2 separate regions of the Mus musculus genome follow, and region 1 is linked to region 2. The links are chromatin contacts, called in public Hi-C maps. All regions are on one chromosome and are shown on one strand. Each heading gives the region's core, a stretch centred on a gene start, on an enhancer-like site or on the middle of the called end of the contact. The rest is flanking DNA. Distances are from core to core; before and after follow the strand shown.

What was found. A called contact is a pair of places that touch in the nucleus more often than the background predicts.
Region 1: a contact with region 2 is called in a Hi-C map of the N1E-115 cell line, with 5 times the contacts expected there. The contact joins two enhancer-like sites. A contact is called at or near these places in 1 of 15 datasets of contacts at CTCF or cohesin (large pre-B cells), 2 of 484 Hi-C or Micro-C datasets (the N1E-115 cell line and cerebellum) and 2 of 115 datasets of contacts at active chromatin or transcription factors (VIP interneurons and embryonic basal ganglia).

Annotation. Positions count from the first base shown.
Region 1 is chr4:45,728,242-45,732,181 of GRCm38.p6, forward strand. It overlaps Gm31563 (a long non-coding RNA gene), which reads right to left. Exons shown (of 4, transcript XR_881227.1): 2 at 2,974-3,220. Among named protein-coding and RNA genes, the nearest start is that of Gm31563, 10 kb to the right of the region's middle. Within about 2 kb of position 1,775, at least 30 of the 459 cell types and tissues checked have an H3K27ac peak or open chromatin away from gene starts, as enhancers often do. A contact at or near this core is called in the N1E-115 cell line, where this site is marked.
Region 2 is chr4:45,439,874-45,443,682 of GRCm38.p6, forward strand. The region is part of intron 5 of Shb (src homology 2 domain-containing transforming protein B); the gene reads right to left. Among named protein-coding and RNA genes, the nearest start is that of Gm46852, 32 kb to the left of the region's middle. Within about 2 kb of position 2,543, at least 36 of the 459 cell types and tissues checked have an H3K27ac peak or open chromatin away from gene starts, as enhancers often do. A contact at or near this core is called in the N1E-115 cell line, where this site is marked.

The DNA of each region.
Region 1 (3,940 bases), core at 525-3,024, 290 kb after region 2:
TCTAGTTCAATGCTCTCCCCACAGGGAGGGGAGCAGCCATACTCCCCAGTGAGGAGTCAGGACTGGGATTTGGAGACTCAAGTCCAACTGTGGCCTGGTTGAAACCTGGCTGTGTGACCTTAGGCTGGTCCCCTCACCTTGCTTGAATATCCTCTCTCTCTCTCCCTCCCCTCCCTCTCCCCCTCTCCCTTTCTCCCTCCCCCTCTCCCCCCCCCCCACACACACTCACACAAACACACACCCTTAAGGAGTTGCCTGGGATAGGGCTGAGATCAACAACATCAGCTTACTTACAGAAGATAAGGAAGCGGTACTCAGTCATTGAATCAATGAATAACTTTGAAAATCTATCTTTTTCAACTATGCTTTACCTATATATTTATTTAGAGAGAGCTTTACATAGCCCAGGCTGGCTTCCAACTTGATCTGTTAGCAGGGAATAACCTTGAACTTTTTTTTTTTTAATCTTCCTGCCTCCACCTCCAGAATGCTGGGAGTGTGCACTACAGTGTGCGCCACCACATAGGTTTCTGCAGTGCTGGGCTCAAACCCAGGGCTTTGTATGTGCTATGCAAGTACTCTACAACTGAGCTACGTCCCCAGCCCACTGCAAACTGTCTTTTATCCCTTCAGCAAATCTGTCTTGAGTATGTCACTTAAGACACTGGCTGGACAAAGAGGCACAATTCCTCCCTCTCCCCTGGCTGGGAGCTCAGGAGGAGAATGGACCATTGTTGCCATGACAACACCTTGTCCCATCACTGCTGTGACTATGGTGGCCTTGCAGTGACTGTCCTAACAAGGTCAGCACAGGACTCTAAGCTGAGTCCTGTGACTTAGTGACCTTGGTGAGGTCACCAGGCTTTGCAGAGGAGGCAGCAACTAAGCTGAGGCCTAAAGAAGGAGCAGCAGCTGGCCGGGAAAGAGCTCGGATGTGGCCTGGGGGGAGTGGAAATTCCAAACATCTCGGAATCAACCATGCACCAAAACCAATGGGAGAACTCCTCTGGACCCAGGCTAATGCCCTGAAACAGTCCACAGTCTCCTCATAATTTCTTACGCCCTTTATAGGTCAGATAACACATCGTAACCTCTGTCTCTGTGACCATCTGAGGGTTGTCCATTGAGTCCCCTGAGCATCAGTGGAATTTTCCATTACGGTTACACATGTTTACAGGAACAGACATTGGAGTAAGAAGCAATTTAGGTGGCAAAACATTTCCTTAGCAACATGTTCCACTATACGCCTTTTGGCTAGAGAGCTGTGGTAATCACGCTTTAGGGATGTTTCTTGTAAGGTTTGTCTAAGATAAGGGACTTGAACAAGCAGTAAGGACCAGCCACTCTTTAACTCATTCTGCTTTCCCACAATCCTTTAGTTTCTAGGTAGAGAGTTTCGTCAGGCTCTCCTAACATGAAGTCGTAATTTGATCTTATTAGGTGCATATGTAAGAGTGTAATGACATACTTGCATCATCTCTCTTTCATATACAAATGTCCAGGGACTAAAGAAAGCCAGGAGGTAACACCAACCGGCCTTGCTGTGTTGGTTGGCAGAGAAGCCGCAACCATATCTGTTTCCTCCACCTCCTGTGTCTGTTGAGATTCTGTGCACCTTCACTTAGAGTCAGTGAGCCGGAGACTTATGCAGGAGAGACTGGGGTGAGAGCCCAGCTAGGCAGTGCTGCAAGCTCCTGCTAACAGAGGTGCATGATCGCTGTGTGGCCTTCAGAGCTGTCCCAGGCTGGTGGAGTCCCAGGGTCACTGCTCCATTAGGGACTGTCTGAGTGATCACCTCAGTGGTGATTAATGCTGCTTCCCTCAGCCAGCCCCAGGTCTGCAGCCAAGAGCTGCTGTCATCTCTTTATTCTTCTGCCCTGCCATTATTGAAAATCAATAAACTGTCCCAGCCCAATGAAGTTCAGCGACTGGGGTGGAGTCCATAAATCAAATAAAAACTAAATTATATTTAAATAGGAATGAGGACTAAGAGGCTATGTTGGAGTGCAGCTGGGGTGCCCAATGGATAAAGAAAACAAACACACTGAGCCAGAAAGGTAAACGGCTGGCAAGCCTCTGGGGACATTGTGCCCCACTCTATATTATCCAGCTCTGAAGGGTGAGTCCAGCCCAGCTGGGACTCCCTCTGTGGTCACACAGTGGGGGATCCGCTGCTCAAACACAGGCCTTGAACTTCTCCAGGACCCACTGCGCTTCTCCCAACTGACTCCAGATCAACCCCAAGCAACAATGCATTGACAAGAATTTGAGAGGAAACGCAGGAGAGAGGGTCCACACAGTCAGGCCTATTGCTCTTTCCTTTATTATTCCTGCCTCTGGGTTCCTCTTTAAGACGCTAAATGGCGTCTGCTGTCAATCTCTGCCACCAGAAAGGGATCTGGAGCTTGTACAGGGCCGGGACACCAAGAAATAGCTAATATTCTGGCTGGAGGAGGATCTTCAGAAAGGTTTTGTCTTACTGGTGGGCCTGGCATAACTCTAACTAAGGTGTCTGGAGGCCTGGAAAGGATCTGACCCATTTGTGCTCCCAAACAAAACACAGTGCTACTTAAAGGAACACAAAATCCAGCAGTGATGCATAGAAAACGTGCAGCGCCTGCCTACAAGGGGAAAATTTACCCAGTGGTCTAAGAAGTAGGAAAATATGGGCAGTAACTCGATACAGATGGTGATGAAATCAACAGATGAGATCATTAGAGCAGCGACCCACAGGTTCAATGAGACCCCAACGCAGGGAGACTTAAGATCCCCGGGGACACAGGAAATGGGATCTATCTGTGCGAGTAACTTGCTCAGTGAGAAAGGCATAGATTACTGATGCTGGCCACAGCACGAGCAGATTTTAAAACCATTATGCTGATTGCACGTAGACAAAATTCTGGGGAAAAAAGCAAAACTATGGTAATAAGAAGCAGATCCCTTGCTGTAGAATGGGTTGGGGAAGGAACTGACCTGTAGAGGGTGCAAAGGAGCTGTTGGTAGGGGTCAGTGGGAGCGCTCTTGTAACTGTGCGTATAGATTTGTCAGAACTCATTGTTAGAGGGATGGAGAGATGGTGACGTCGTGGTAGTTAAGAGTTGCAGCCGCTCTTCCAGAGATTGCAATTCAGTCCTCAGCATCACATAACAGCCTGGAATTCCAGCTCCAGCAGGATCTGATAACCTTCTCCTAGCCTCCAAGGGCACCTGCACTCCTGTGCCTGTACCCCATAAACACACACACACAAAACACACATAGTCATGTACACATAAAGAAAAATGAATCTTAACAACAACAACAATAAAACCTCATTGTGGAGGAGGATACGGCGTGGCTATAAGAAGATGATGTGAGAGATCTGTGGGCATGAAGTCATCAGTATCTGGACTGTGGTGATTGACATACCAACCTAAAAATGATGTCATGGGTAGAACCAAACACACTCATACAGATGAGCACAAGCACACTTGGAGAGAGAGAGAGAGAGAGAGAGAGAGAGAGAGGGGGGGGGGGAGGGGGAGGGGGAGGGGAGGGAAGGGGGAGGGGGAGAGGGAGAGCTATATAGGATGGGGAGGGGGGAGTCTGTTGATGCCAAGACCCAGGTTGTAAGTTTGTATCTCAGTGTTGCTGAGGAAACTGGGCAAAAGATCCATGCGGTTCTGTAATGTATCTTCCAACTGCATGCAAATCTTAAATAATTCCTAATTTTTGAAAAGGTCCATACAATCCGTCAAAGATGTTTCTTCTCATAACCTGCTCTGTCTTGTCACATCAGCTTCCACGGAGCAGCACTGTACTGACATGGCATACTAAGGAGATGTAGGAGTTTCACCGGCTTTTTTCTTCCTTTTTTAAACCCACAGGAGAAATTGAAGGCTTTTCTGTTATCCAAGGATGATTGGAAAAGTTATGGGACACACCTGAGATTTCACCCAAGGGT
Region 2 (3,809 bases), core at 1,293-3,792:
GCTGGAAGCAAGTGTAATGACCAAACCTCAGACCTTAATATCATTTGTTTGCAGTGTGGGACTTGAACCTAGACCTTCATGTCTGCCACCCAGCGCTGTGCTTCTCACCCCTAGTCTTAAGGACATCGACGTGGACGACATGAGCTCCGGTGGGGGGTGGGGGTGTGTGCTGCTTTCAGGGTAGCTTTGAAAGGCTCTGCAAGAACAGGGTGGAACAGAGCTCAGCTTATGTCCTGAATGCCTACTGTGTGCCAGCGCTACAGTGGGCATCACCCTCCCAGCCTACTTCTTACCCATAGGCCTCCTGTTAAGGGAGGCCCAGGGGAGACAACCACTTGCCTGGCACCAGATGGCTGGTGAAAGATTTGGAACCAGAATTCCACCCAAGGAGCCTCTGATTTGACCTTTAACCCCAGTGTGTTCTCATGCTACTTCCGAACCTTTCGCAGTAGGCCCCCTGCCAGCGCAGACTCAGATGACAAGGGTGGCATGTGGGACACGGGAGGACAAAGCTGTGGCCTTTTCCTCTGGCAACACTCATATCTCTAGTTCACTGATGACTCCAGAATGAGGCTCAGAGATCATCACTGTGCCACCCTGCCGGGACTCCTCAATTCTCTGAGATAAAGTCCCATCCTTTAGCCAGGTGACCTGGGATGTGCCATGTCTGGGTCCAGCTCACTGTGGATTTGTTCTTCGGAGCATGCTTTGACCTGTCCTTCCTTTAGTGCCTACCCTTTAAGGCCTCTGTCCTTCAAATCCCCCTCTGGTCCCTTACCTCAGGTGCAGCCCAGGGCATTTTTCAACCTGTAAGCTTTAACACCCAGGTGTCTTCTCTTCCTTGCCAGGCTGTGAGGTCCTGTGAGGGATGGAGCTCAAGAAGTAGTGTCCCAAACAGGACAAAGCATGAGGGAGGCACCTACTGCTCAGGCGGAGTTGGGGGCGTGATGGAAACCGGCCAATCCCTGGTAGTAGGCAATCCATCTCTGGGGACTTGAAAACCAAAAGCTTATCTTGGGAGGGCTCTAAGGGGTCGCTTGTCCTAGTGCAGTGGGAAAAGGTGGGGCTGAGTCCTTGTCAGCTTCCTGCTAAGGCTTCAGAAGTGTGACCGTGTGTAATCCATCCCAGGCCCCACAGAAATGGTCCTCACTCCCGTCCCCAGTAGGACTCACCCCATCCCCAGAACCAAACGTTGCTGTCTTTTAAGTCCCCTTTCCCCTATCTTCTCCAGATTCTTTTGCAGAGCCCTGACAGTCAGAAGTGCCTGAAGAATCCTATGCTGGAGGCTGCTCCTTACCCCCAGCCCTTTCCCCAGGTCCGACTGCCTTTCCAGGGAAAGCAGGGGGCGTCAGCTTTTGGCATTTTCTCACCGGTGCCAAAGGCTCAACCTTTGCTTGCCTGACTGGAGATATACCCTGCACACATCAGGACCAGTAAGAGGTAGGCGTGAGGCCGGCTAGTCCACGTGCCATGCTGACGGTGGCAAGAGAGGCGACTGCAGCAAGATACTGTGAACAATAAAGCCACTTGCAGGCTCTCTGACTAGCATCAAGGGTAGGTGTCAACCATGGTAGGGGAGTGATGACACATGTGAATGTGACAGAGGATGCAGTATAGACACTGTCTTGGGTCACCAAAGGCACAGGGAGCTGCAGGGGGTAGTATGGCCAGACCAAGCAAGTCACTGCCTCCCAGGGTTACATCTACTGTGAGTCTCCGCTGGGGCTGCTTCCTCACTTAGGTAAATCTGTAACATCACTTCCACAGCTGACACCCTAAGCCCTCTAATCAAATATAAGGGAGAGGGTGTGTTTGTGTGTGTGTCCCCGCACCATAGCTCTGCTGACAGATGAGAGGACAGAACTCCAAGTCAGAGGCCTTGTCACAACACCCCACATCTTTGCCTGGCTTTACCATCTACTGATGTCCTTGTTGCTCAGGGAACACTAGGTTCTCTTAAGAGTCATGTACTGGGCTGGAGAGATGGCTCAGTGATTAAGAGCACTGTCTGCTCTTCTAAAGATTCTTGAGTTCAATTCCCAGCAACCACATGGTGACTCACAACCATCTGTAAAGGGATCTGATGCCCTCCTCTGGTGTGTCTGGAGAGTCATGTGCTGCTTCTGCCTTGCAGCTACTGGCCCTTGGTGACAGTGACTACCCTCTACAGGTCACTTCTGGGCATCCAAAGCCCTTTGTGCTGTCCTGCAAGCAGCAAGGCAGTCAGAACGAGCAGGGTGTGAGCTCCTTCAGCCAGACCTGGATGTCTGCCTTGGCTTGCTCTCTATAGAACCCAGTGCCAGCTACAGAGGGATCCCACAAACTCTTCCAAGGGAAGGACCGAGCAGGTAGAGGGCCCTGTCTTGGGGCATAGATAGGCCTCCCCAAGCACATTCTACCCTATAGACTTGTCTCACAGAAGGACCCGAGGCCAAAGTGAAAACGGCCAGAGACTGAGATGCAGCACAGCTGGAATTCTGATGTCAGTTTGCACCCTGTGTGTGTGGGGCTGCCATTCCCCCGCCTGGCCACTGGCAGCAGGCCTGAGGATGTGAGAAACCACACACTGCACACAGGCTGGCAAAGGTGGTGCTTTCCCAGGCAGCAGTACTCAGAGTACCATGGCTGTTCTGGAAGGCACCTCTCCCCAGTTCTCCTTTCTTCAAGGAAAGGATGCCTAGCTGAGCACAGATCATCATGGGTGGTATTCTACTGGCTCTGAACAAGCACAAATCCAACCCTTCAGCTCCAATTCCTTGTGCTAGGAGAATGGTCCGTACACAGTAGTCCTGTGTGATGGATCAGATAGGAAAGATACAACAAACCAGATCTCTGGCTGGGCACAGTGCTCTTGTCCAACATGCTGGATGCCATTGGCTGGGGAAGTAGCCAGCCAGCCAGGGACACTTGCTGATGGACCCAGAAAAGGGAAGAGACTGGCTAAGTTAGGTTGTACAGTAAGCAGTGTATGGAAGGGCAGGACAGCTTCTACAGTCTTGGACTACAAAGTCTCATGATATGGCCTCAGCTGGCCTACAGCCTGCTGCAGAGACCAGGTCGGCCTCAAACTCAAGAGACACACTTACTTCTACCTCCCAGGTGTACAGATTAAAAGGACTGTGCCTCATGCCTGGCTAGAACAATAGGTTTCTTAACCGGACTACAAGCGATCGTCAAGGTTGGGGCAGGAAACAGGGACAGGGTGGGAACTACATTAGGTCATGTGGGCAAGGATCTGACTGGACTGGATGCTTGTTGCTTAGGAACAGATTATCATCATCCCAGCGCACAGATAAAGACTGGGAGGCTCAGAGTTGTGAAAGCCACAAGCCAGGGAGGGAGGTGGGCTCCTACTGGCTACCACAGCACCTAGGCCACTTGAATGGTAAGGCTATCACCATAAAAGCAGAACCAAGGTACTACCTCCCTAGGGGCCCCAACCCAACGAATATGCAAGGCAGGGATAAAGGCGCCAAGCTTCTGGCTTCTGGCATCTACCTGTGACTTGGTTTCAATGCATATTAGGTAATGAGGAGACAAGGGGTGGAAACATGGCTGACCCTAGACTCACTGGGGTCAGCTCAGCAACTGGCTGCAGACTCCTTCAGTCCTAGCACATTACAGGTTCTCAGTAGACAGTTTTCCACAGGCACAGCTGTGCTGAAGTTCCCAAGGGTCCCAGCACCCAGGAGACTGCTTGGAGGCATTGCTCCATGTAACAAACCTGTAGGCTGGTACTTGACAAGACCCTGCCCTGGTACACATGGCTTCTGTTCCTTTTTCTATTGAACATCTAACCAGGTCTTTTG